Regions from separate parts of the Drosophila melanogaster genome. Here all the other regions are linked to region 2. The links are chromatin contacts, called in public Hi-C and targeted proximity ligation maps. All regions are on one chromosome and are shown on one strand. The core of a region is the stretch at or near the end of the contact, and the rest is flanking DNA. Distances in the headings are between cores, read along the strand shown.

Evidence for each region. Hi-C and Micro-C count contacts between places; a contact is called where the count stands out from the background.
Region 1: a contact with region 2 is called in a Hi-C map of the Kc167 cell line, with 2.2 times the contacts expected there. A contact is called at or near these places in 12 of 107 Hi-C or Micro-C datasets (the Clone 8 cell line, the D17-c3 cell line, the Kc167 cell line and 6 more) and 1 of 7 datasets of targeted methods (the Kc167 cell line).
Region 3: a contact with region 2 is called in a targeted proximity ligation map of the Kc167 cell line, with 2.9 times the contacts expected there. A contact is called at or near these places in 4 of 107 Hi-C or Micro-C datasets (the OSC cell line, the S2 cell line, embryo and 1 more) and 1 of 7 datasets of targeted methods (the Kc167 cell line).

What each region holds. Positions count from the first base shown.
Region 1 is chr3L:2,150,343-2,153,042 of dm6, forward strand. zormin (zormin,) reads right to left here and starts at 1,358. Exons shown (of 17, transcript NM_001043113.2): 1 at 1,268-1,358.
Region 2 is chr3L:2,236,179-2,238,878 of dm6, forward strand. ACXD (Adenylyl cyclase X D) reads left to right here and starts at 1,430. Exons shown (of 12, transcript NM_138984.4): 1 at 1,430-1,835; 2 at 2,130-2,372. The coding sequence starts at 2,250. It overlaps CG9018, which reads right to left and starts at 898. Exons shown (of 4, transcript NM_139444.2): 1 at 623-898; 2 at 1-551. The coding sequence starts at 773.
Region 3 is chr3L:2,121,197-2,123,896 of dm6, forward strand. The region is part of intron 15 of zormin (zormin,); the gene reads right to left. Among named protein-coding and RNA genes, the nearest start is that of sls, 6.9 kb to the left of the region's middle.

The sequences.
Region 1 (2,700 bases), core at 108-2,607, 86 kb before region 2:
TTAGTTATAGCCAGGGGATTCGATTCGGCGGTTCCTTCGTTTCGTTGCGAGCGCTATCAACGCCGGCGATCGTCTGAGAACCTCCGCGAATCGGTAGATTTTCGAAACGGAGAATTCTTTTTGCCCGCCGCGATGACTATGACTTCATACTCGCGCTCTCCCTGTCGCTCTAGTGTCTGTTTATTATTCCGTAGTGTCTATATATACGGCTATATAGCCGAGAGAATCGTGTGTACTTTTTGCATATTGAGCCTGAGAAAATTGCCTTTGATGCGTGTGCTAGTCTCGTTGTAGAACCTCGGTAGCCCCCCGCCCCGCCAAAACTCAAAGACAATGCTCGATTCGCGTTTATTTTTAAAACAACAAACTATTGAGTAATTTTTTGCGGCGATTTCTGCCACGAAGCTAAACTGTTGTTCTAGCCCAGATACTCAGATACTGCGATGCTACAGATACAGGCTACTATAGCTAATAGATAAAGCGCGCGGATGTTCGTCAAATCTGTAACATGTGCCAATTGCATTGGCAGAAGTCGTCGCCAGTCAGTCATTTTTCATGGATTTTTCGATATTTTTGAATACATTACGCATACGCCGCGTATGCTCGTGTGCAGCCAGCTGCCTCCATTAGGTAATTTTTGGTGTTTCTCTCAATTTTTAATAGTCGCCGCCGTTGCTGGCGTAATGTAAACTATTTTAATTGTACTTTGCGCTGTCTAAAAATAAGCAGCAAACCAAAAATTGGGAAGAACAAGTTCCCTTTATAAAAGTTTACAGTAGCGCAATCGAGGAAATGCTTTGCCTCCATATGTTGTTGTCCAAAAAATTTAAAAGAAAAAAAAATGGAAAATTGTTGATTGAAATTTTCTGGGGCGTGGACTGTTGTAGTATATTGAAATATGCACATGACTCAAACAAATAAGCTTTCAATGCATCAGGTCACCGAATATTTTTGAAAAATATTTTTTTCGCGCATTCTGTGTCGTTTTCTATTTGTTAAACATTTTGTTTGTGCTTTCTGAGGGTCGTCACAAAACTGAATATTCGACAACAACAATAAATTTAGCACAGATTGTTGATTTCATCTTTAGACGAGTGAACGCAAAAAAAACTAGCGCCAAGCATTTTTGAATGTCAAAAATGTTCTAGGTAAATTATGGCTGATTAATTTACGTTTCATTTCGCTTTTTTTTTGAAGTGCCAAATTTATTGTTTTCTTCCTCGTTTTCTGCCTAACTTAATTTACATAGATATGTTTTTATTCGCACATTATATTCGAGCGGTGGAGATGTGGAAAATCAAAACGCGCGCGCCGCTTTCCCAACAGCCGAACAACCGAACGCCGCGAACTTCGAACAAGACTGACTAAATGATCGGAAGACTGAAGACCGGAGACCGAAGACTGAGCAGATTCTACGGGAGACAGCCGATCAGAAAGAGATAAAGAGCGTGCAGCCCATGAAACTTAACCGATTCGCTCAATTCATTCATGCAGGTAGCGGTTCTCTTGTTTTGATCTCTTGACACTGGCTAAGCTCAGTTTTGAAAAGCCGGCTTGTATTTTGAAAATGAGAGAGTGTGAAAGAGAGGGCTGGAGACGCTAGACGCTAGAGAAAGAGGCAAGATGCGGGGCTTCAGGGGAGACGACATAAATAAACAAGTGCTCTTGGCATTCGCGGCGTCGTTAATTCATGATTTCAATTTTTAATGCCCTGCGCCCGGCTTTTCAGCAATTACAATACGAAGAGAAGGTAAAGCGATATGAAGCGAGCTTGTACCCTGTAATTCTGATGATAAAGGGTAACTTTAAGCGAACTGTTGCTACCCTCTTATGCCCTCACTTTATTTATTCGCATTTACTTTTGAATATTCATCTAACTTAACATCTTATGTGTGGATGATTTTTCCCCTTGGCTAGACCTTTTCCTCGTTGGTCTTATACACCCCATATAAGACGAGGTACCTTAAACCACAACATATTCAAGTGCAGCTTTTGTACTTTAATAACATGGTGAAGAGTGGAAGATCAAAATAACAACACCAGAGCAGCGGAGGAAACCAGACGATATCGTGTCTTAATGCAAGGCAAACTGACTGACCGCCCGCATTTAAATCCCCTCACCACCCATGATGCTCTATACCCCAATTTATGAAGTATTTTTCACCCAAAATGCGTGTCTTGCAGCTTTGGCTTTGGCTCCGGATTTCGTGCAATATTCAACGTGCAACATCCGACGCTTCTTGCGTGCAACAGCAGTTGCGGCAATCAATGCGCTGCAGATGTGTGTTATTATTTTTCGCTATCAACGATTCGAACTTATCGAATTATGCTTTCAGCGCCGGCACGTCAGAAAATCTGGTCGAATGGCATGAAAAGAATCTCATAGATATTTGGTTCGCCTTTCTGGATGATCAGCTCGTTAAGTATAAACTCTTTTCACTCACTCACCACACTCAGAGCGATTTATTTATATGTTTTTTAATTGAGATTAATGAGCCACTTGACGAAGCTCACAAAAGCAGCCAACCCCTCTTAACCCCATTTCCCCGCTGCACCCACTGCCAGTTCACATTTCAGATAATTGAAATCACTTGAGGACCACTTGTTAAATGTTTGGGGGAAAGGGCCACCCACAGAGGGAAATTGAAAAAAATTATTTAGGGTGGAAAAGTCCAAAAGAGCACTCAAGGGTTAAGTGCA
Region 2 (2,700 bases), core at 180-2,679:
GCTGGTCAGGGCCCTGATGAGCTCCTCGGGCTCCGGTGGCTCTCCCAAAGGCAAGTAGGGTGGCGTGTGGCCGTTCTCGGGTTCCACAGAAACTACTTCCTCCGTCGGAGGAGCTGAGTTCGCGCTGCTGCCTTGGACGTGATGGCGCGAGCGCTTGGACTTAGAGTGGCGATCCTCGTGCTTGCGCTTCTCGCGGCGCTCGGATTTCTCGGGCTTGCCGCTGCCGCCGTGATCCTTCTCCTTCTCGGGCTTCTCACTATCGCCATTGGTCTTGCCATTGCTGCTGGAGCTGCTGCCAGGAGCCTCCTTGTGTAATCGCGACCTCCAGTCGGCAATGGTCTTGGGATCGTAGACGCCCCGCTCCAGCCAGATGTTTAGGATCCTTCCCAGGCTGCCCAGCAACTTGTCCGAGTTGCACTTCTCGCCAATGTGGGCGAACACCTTGCCCAGCACAAGGCTGTACTCCTTGCCGTACTCCGGGCCCTTCTTCTTGCTGTTCTGGATCACGTCGTTGGCCAGGTACATGAAGGTCAGCTTCTTAGGCTCCGGCACTGTTTGGGGATGCATGTGTATTAGTAGGTGTGCTGCACTGAATGGCCAGTAACTGCCAGGGGATACCCACCGTTCTCCAGCTCCCGCTGCCAGGTCCTTACAATCGCTGCACTGTGTTTTCGGTGGTGAATTAGCCACAGGGAGAGCGTCTGGATGCTCTGCTGGCTGCTGTTTAGCTCGGCCAGCTTCTTGAGTAGCGCCGAATCCGTGAAGGCCGACATGGCTGCTGCTGCTTTTCCGCCGCTTTTCCGTACTTATTATCAAATCAGTCGAACGATTGCAATATTTGCAAGTTTCTGAAAAATAAACAGCTTGGAATGCGTATCTATTTTTGACCAAAATACCAAATACGGCTAGATCGCAAGCCGCTTCAAATTACGGCAACTGGTCACACTCGCTGTGGCGGGAAATCAGTTTTCTTCGAATTTCAACCGAAATTCTCCTGTTCGATTTTTTGCTGTCTTGTTCTCGAAAGTTGCAAAGTTGGTTGTTGAATACACTTTGCAAGAAATACATTTTAAAGTAATTGATTTTACCTCAAAGCAGAGTTGCCGTACAAATAGGGCTGAATATACCAGCTTCCAACGTAAACCGCTAGAGGGAGCCAGTACGAGGCGCCAGAAAAATTTAAATTTGAATTTGAACCTTAGAGCAAGCAGAATTATGGTTTATTTAACTAGTTTTGATAAATTACAATAATCCAGAGCAGACTTTTAATAATTTCACTTGACAAGCAAGCACCCTACGGCTGTGTCATCAATCAAGTGCCAGCGCCGCCAAACACTTTTCACACTGATAAGCACTCCACTTTCAGCACTCAACCATCGAGAATCCAAGTGCGAACGATTGGACAGGTGTGGTGGGCTCGTTGGAGCCCTCAGTTGGTCGCAGCAGTTGGTTGGAGTCGGTCGCGTGTGTTGATAGCAGCTCCGGCGGGCAATTAAGTCGGACGGAATCGAATCGGGGCGAGCGCTTATCGCGGCAAAAGAGTAATTTGTGATACCTGTCCGCCGTGTATTGGCTTGTTGGAGCGCAACGCGCTTAAGTGGTGTTAATTTTTTATTAATTATTATCGTATTTATTACCCAACGAAAGTGAAGTGCGAAATCGGTCGCCTCAAGTGCCCGGCCGTACGTGCAAAGCCCGTAAATAAATTACACAGCCATATAGCCCTGATCCTTACCTCTACACTCGCTCTCGCCCACCGCAGCTGATAATGCAGACGAATTCCGCCTGATCGATTCCCATTCCCATTTCGATTGCGATTTGGAGTGCGAGTGCGGGTGAGTTTGATTTACAGACCATTAGCTATTACCACTATCAACGGCACATTAGACAAATTGCTAAATTAGCTGCTGTTTTCGCCACCATATACGCACATACATACATGCATACGAACATACGAATCGCACAGCTCGCAGCCCGAAATCCAAAATCCGGAGAGCTTCTCCGCACACCTCCCTCTTTCTGTTGGCTCCGATAAGCGAAGCCCCTCAATTGACTGATTCAATGCCTATTGGGGGACTTTGCGGCTGAAACTCTGATAGCCGCTAGCTAATTGTTTGATCCGATAATAGGCGAAATAGGCAGCCAGCCTCTGATTCTGAGTAGCTGCCACCGAAAATGAGCCCGCCACATTGATCATCTGATCTCCCATCCACCCAATCCAATCTGAACTGAACTGAACTGGCGCCATCATGGACTCCTACTTCGACTCGGCCATCGAGTACAATCGATCCAACCCCATCAGCCTGGCCAGGACCAGCAGCCAGGCCCAAACCGTGCAGAACGAGAAGAACTGGGAGTGGTCGTACCTTGTGGTGAGTGCCTCGTCTGAAGGATGCGTCGAAAACATTCAGCACTGCAGTGGTGGAAAGTTTTATTCCCGCGTAGCTTTATCTTTATATGGGTCCGCCAATCTTTATAAGCCATCACTAAAATCTGAGTTTACCCAATTGCAACCGAATGCAAAGTTCCTGCGCTTTATAGAACAGCTGAATAGGTAGTGATTCACCGTTGCATATGTAGTAAAAATCTATTTTACTGAACTGAAAACTTATGCAAATTATTTCAACTTGAATTATAGTATTTTCTCGAGCGTCCAGTTTGAAAAGTCTCAATTAAGGTTAATGATGACAGCCATTTTAG
Region 3 (2,700 bases), core at 70-2,569, 120 kb before region 2:
ATGAGTGCCTGCATTTGGCCTCTGAGTAGGATCTAATTTGTTTCTTGGACCGCTGCCTAATGACTCGAACACTCTGGCCAGGCACTAAGCACACAATTAGAATTGGCAGATTGGCAGGCGAGGAGGAGGAGGAGGAGGAGGAGGACCTTGAACCCCCCAAAACACCCAGTCAGCCAGAGACCACCCACCCACCAGCCACTGGCGACTAATCAACGGCAGAAACGGCAGAAGTGTGTCATATGCCCCAAAGTGAGTGGCAAAGTCAGGCTCTGTGTTGGTGTCCATCTAGTTTTGGCTATGATATGATAAGATAGTTGGTTTTCCCAAGAAAATTAATTTAAGAATTATGTTTCATTGAACCCAAGGATCATTGAACCCAAGGACATAGTTTCAATATTATTTGCATAATTAACAAAAAAGCATTAAATCCTATTTGCCCTGGCTACTTTCTGCCATGTTGCACTAGTTGGCAACACTGCCGGTGATTTGTGTTTGGTGTCAGTGTCAAGGACTCGCAAAGGCCTACATATACTGGGCCCATGTGTACTCAATTACCTTGACAGCCGAGAGTGTTTATGTCTGGCCTGTCCGAGTTTCAGCGATGCCCCTTTTGTTTCGTTGAATATTTCGCATTTCGCGCGTTTTACTCGCCAGTGATTTTCTTGGCAAGCGATCGCGACAAAAAAGAAAATGCCGAGAAAATTAGATAAATAAACATTTGCCGAAAGGCAAATAAATCATCTGCGAGCAGCAAAAGCGAAACGTTCGGACTGTCAGCCGCCCACTCAAAATATTTTATTCCACACATATCCAAACATTTGTTCAGATGATGCCTTTCAAATTTTTTTTTAATCACTTTCTGACCCGATTTTAAATGTAGTTTTTTGGCCTAGTTAAAACATTTATATGGCAATGAGTAATGAAAAGCAAATGACTGAAATTAATTGATGGACTAAGAGCTTAACATGATAAATGGGACTTTAAAATTCTGTAATTCATTTAGAAATCTAATTTGAAAAGTTCTTTGCTATATAAAGTGAAAATTAATCTTGAAAAGAGATCAAAGCAAAACAAAATTAATGTCAAAATCAATCTGGTGAATTAAAAGATCTAAGGGATCGATTAAAATAAAAATACACTATATAGTGTAATTAATCTTATTTGGCTTTAAGTTTTAATTTTCGAAATGGTGGCTAATGTGCTATATTTTTTAAAATTGTATCCTACTTTTTTAATATTCTAATATCCACGATATTGGCGCCATCTAACGTCTTAAGATTTCGAAAGCTTTTTCGAATATGCGTACCCAGCTTTTTCGAAAATTATGGTTCGATCCCAAATGTAGAGAGCGCCACCATTGAGCTTTTCACGATCAGCTGAGTAAGGAAAAGCAGGAAAAATCCCATGAAAAACGTTCCTTTTCGTTTAAATATTTGTTTATTTCATTTTCGACAAAAACACAAGTAATACTATATTCCTTTGTTGTATGCATGTATAATGGGTTGTTTTGGGCGACATTTTGTAAGTCCATCATCAGCCCACAAGACGAATAAGTGACGCGGGGGCGCAATAAATACATACACACAATAAGGCGAAACTTTGGCATTGAACAAATCATAAAGCAAATAATAATAATAATAATAGTTGCATTTAAACAAGTTTAGTATCTAAAGCCGCGGTTTGTGCTCGAAACGGTCAAATTTCCGCTGGTGGTGGCCGCTCCCAGAGGATTGATGGCGGTGCAGGCGTAGCTGCCGTTGTCATCTGCCGGATTCCGAGCCATTCCAGAGGATGCCAACCATTCATTCAGGAGGAAGCGAGGAATAGAGAAGGTAGAACGATTAATGAGCTGGCCCGATTTGATTGTACACAGAACGAAATTGTGTAGAACTCTAGCGTTGGGGAAATTGCACATGAAATGTATCTCAATCTATCAGTATCTCAAGGATTGCACTTTCAGCTAACTTTATAATGATAGTAGCTTCATATAACAAAAGCACAGCTGGTTCACAGTTAGCTGCAGGTCTTAGATACTCCATGTAAATAGTGCCCACAATTTGGTTCTGTGCACCTTTGGCTGACCAGCTTGTCCGCCGTACTCACCCGGATAGGCCTGCGGCAGGGTTAGCCGGCACACGCCGTTCCGGTACTCGATGCAGTGCCTGCTACCCGACTCCAAAAGACCGCCGTTGTGCGTCCAGTTGACCTGCGGCTGCGGATGAGCCTGCACAATGCACTCGAAGCGCGCCGTGCCTCCAACTCCGACCGCGATGTCTTTCAGCGGCTGTCCATTTATCCGCGGCGGAGCGAAGTGCGAGGAATTGGGAGAGAAATTGTGGGGTTTCAGTATTCCCGGTTGGACACGTCGTGGGTCGTGGTGGGTTAATGACTCTGGCTTACCGTTATGAATAATGGCTGCCTTTGTGCCAGCTCATCGCGACTCAGATGCGCATTGACGGGTTCCGTATTGGGCAGCTCCGGCACTGAAGTGTGGGAAAACCATTAGAATCTCTGGCTCAGCGTTTTCAAAGCGCATCCATTAGTGGGATTAGCACGCGGCAAGCACGAAACACAAACACTCCGACGTACGATTCACTTTAAAGTTTAAACACATAAAACGCAAACAAACGCAAATTTCATGCAAAAACAAGGCGGCAAGCTGAATTTCATCGGGTTAGCATGCTTTTTTCGAATTTTGGT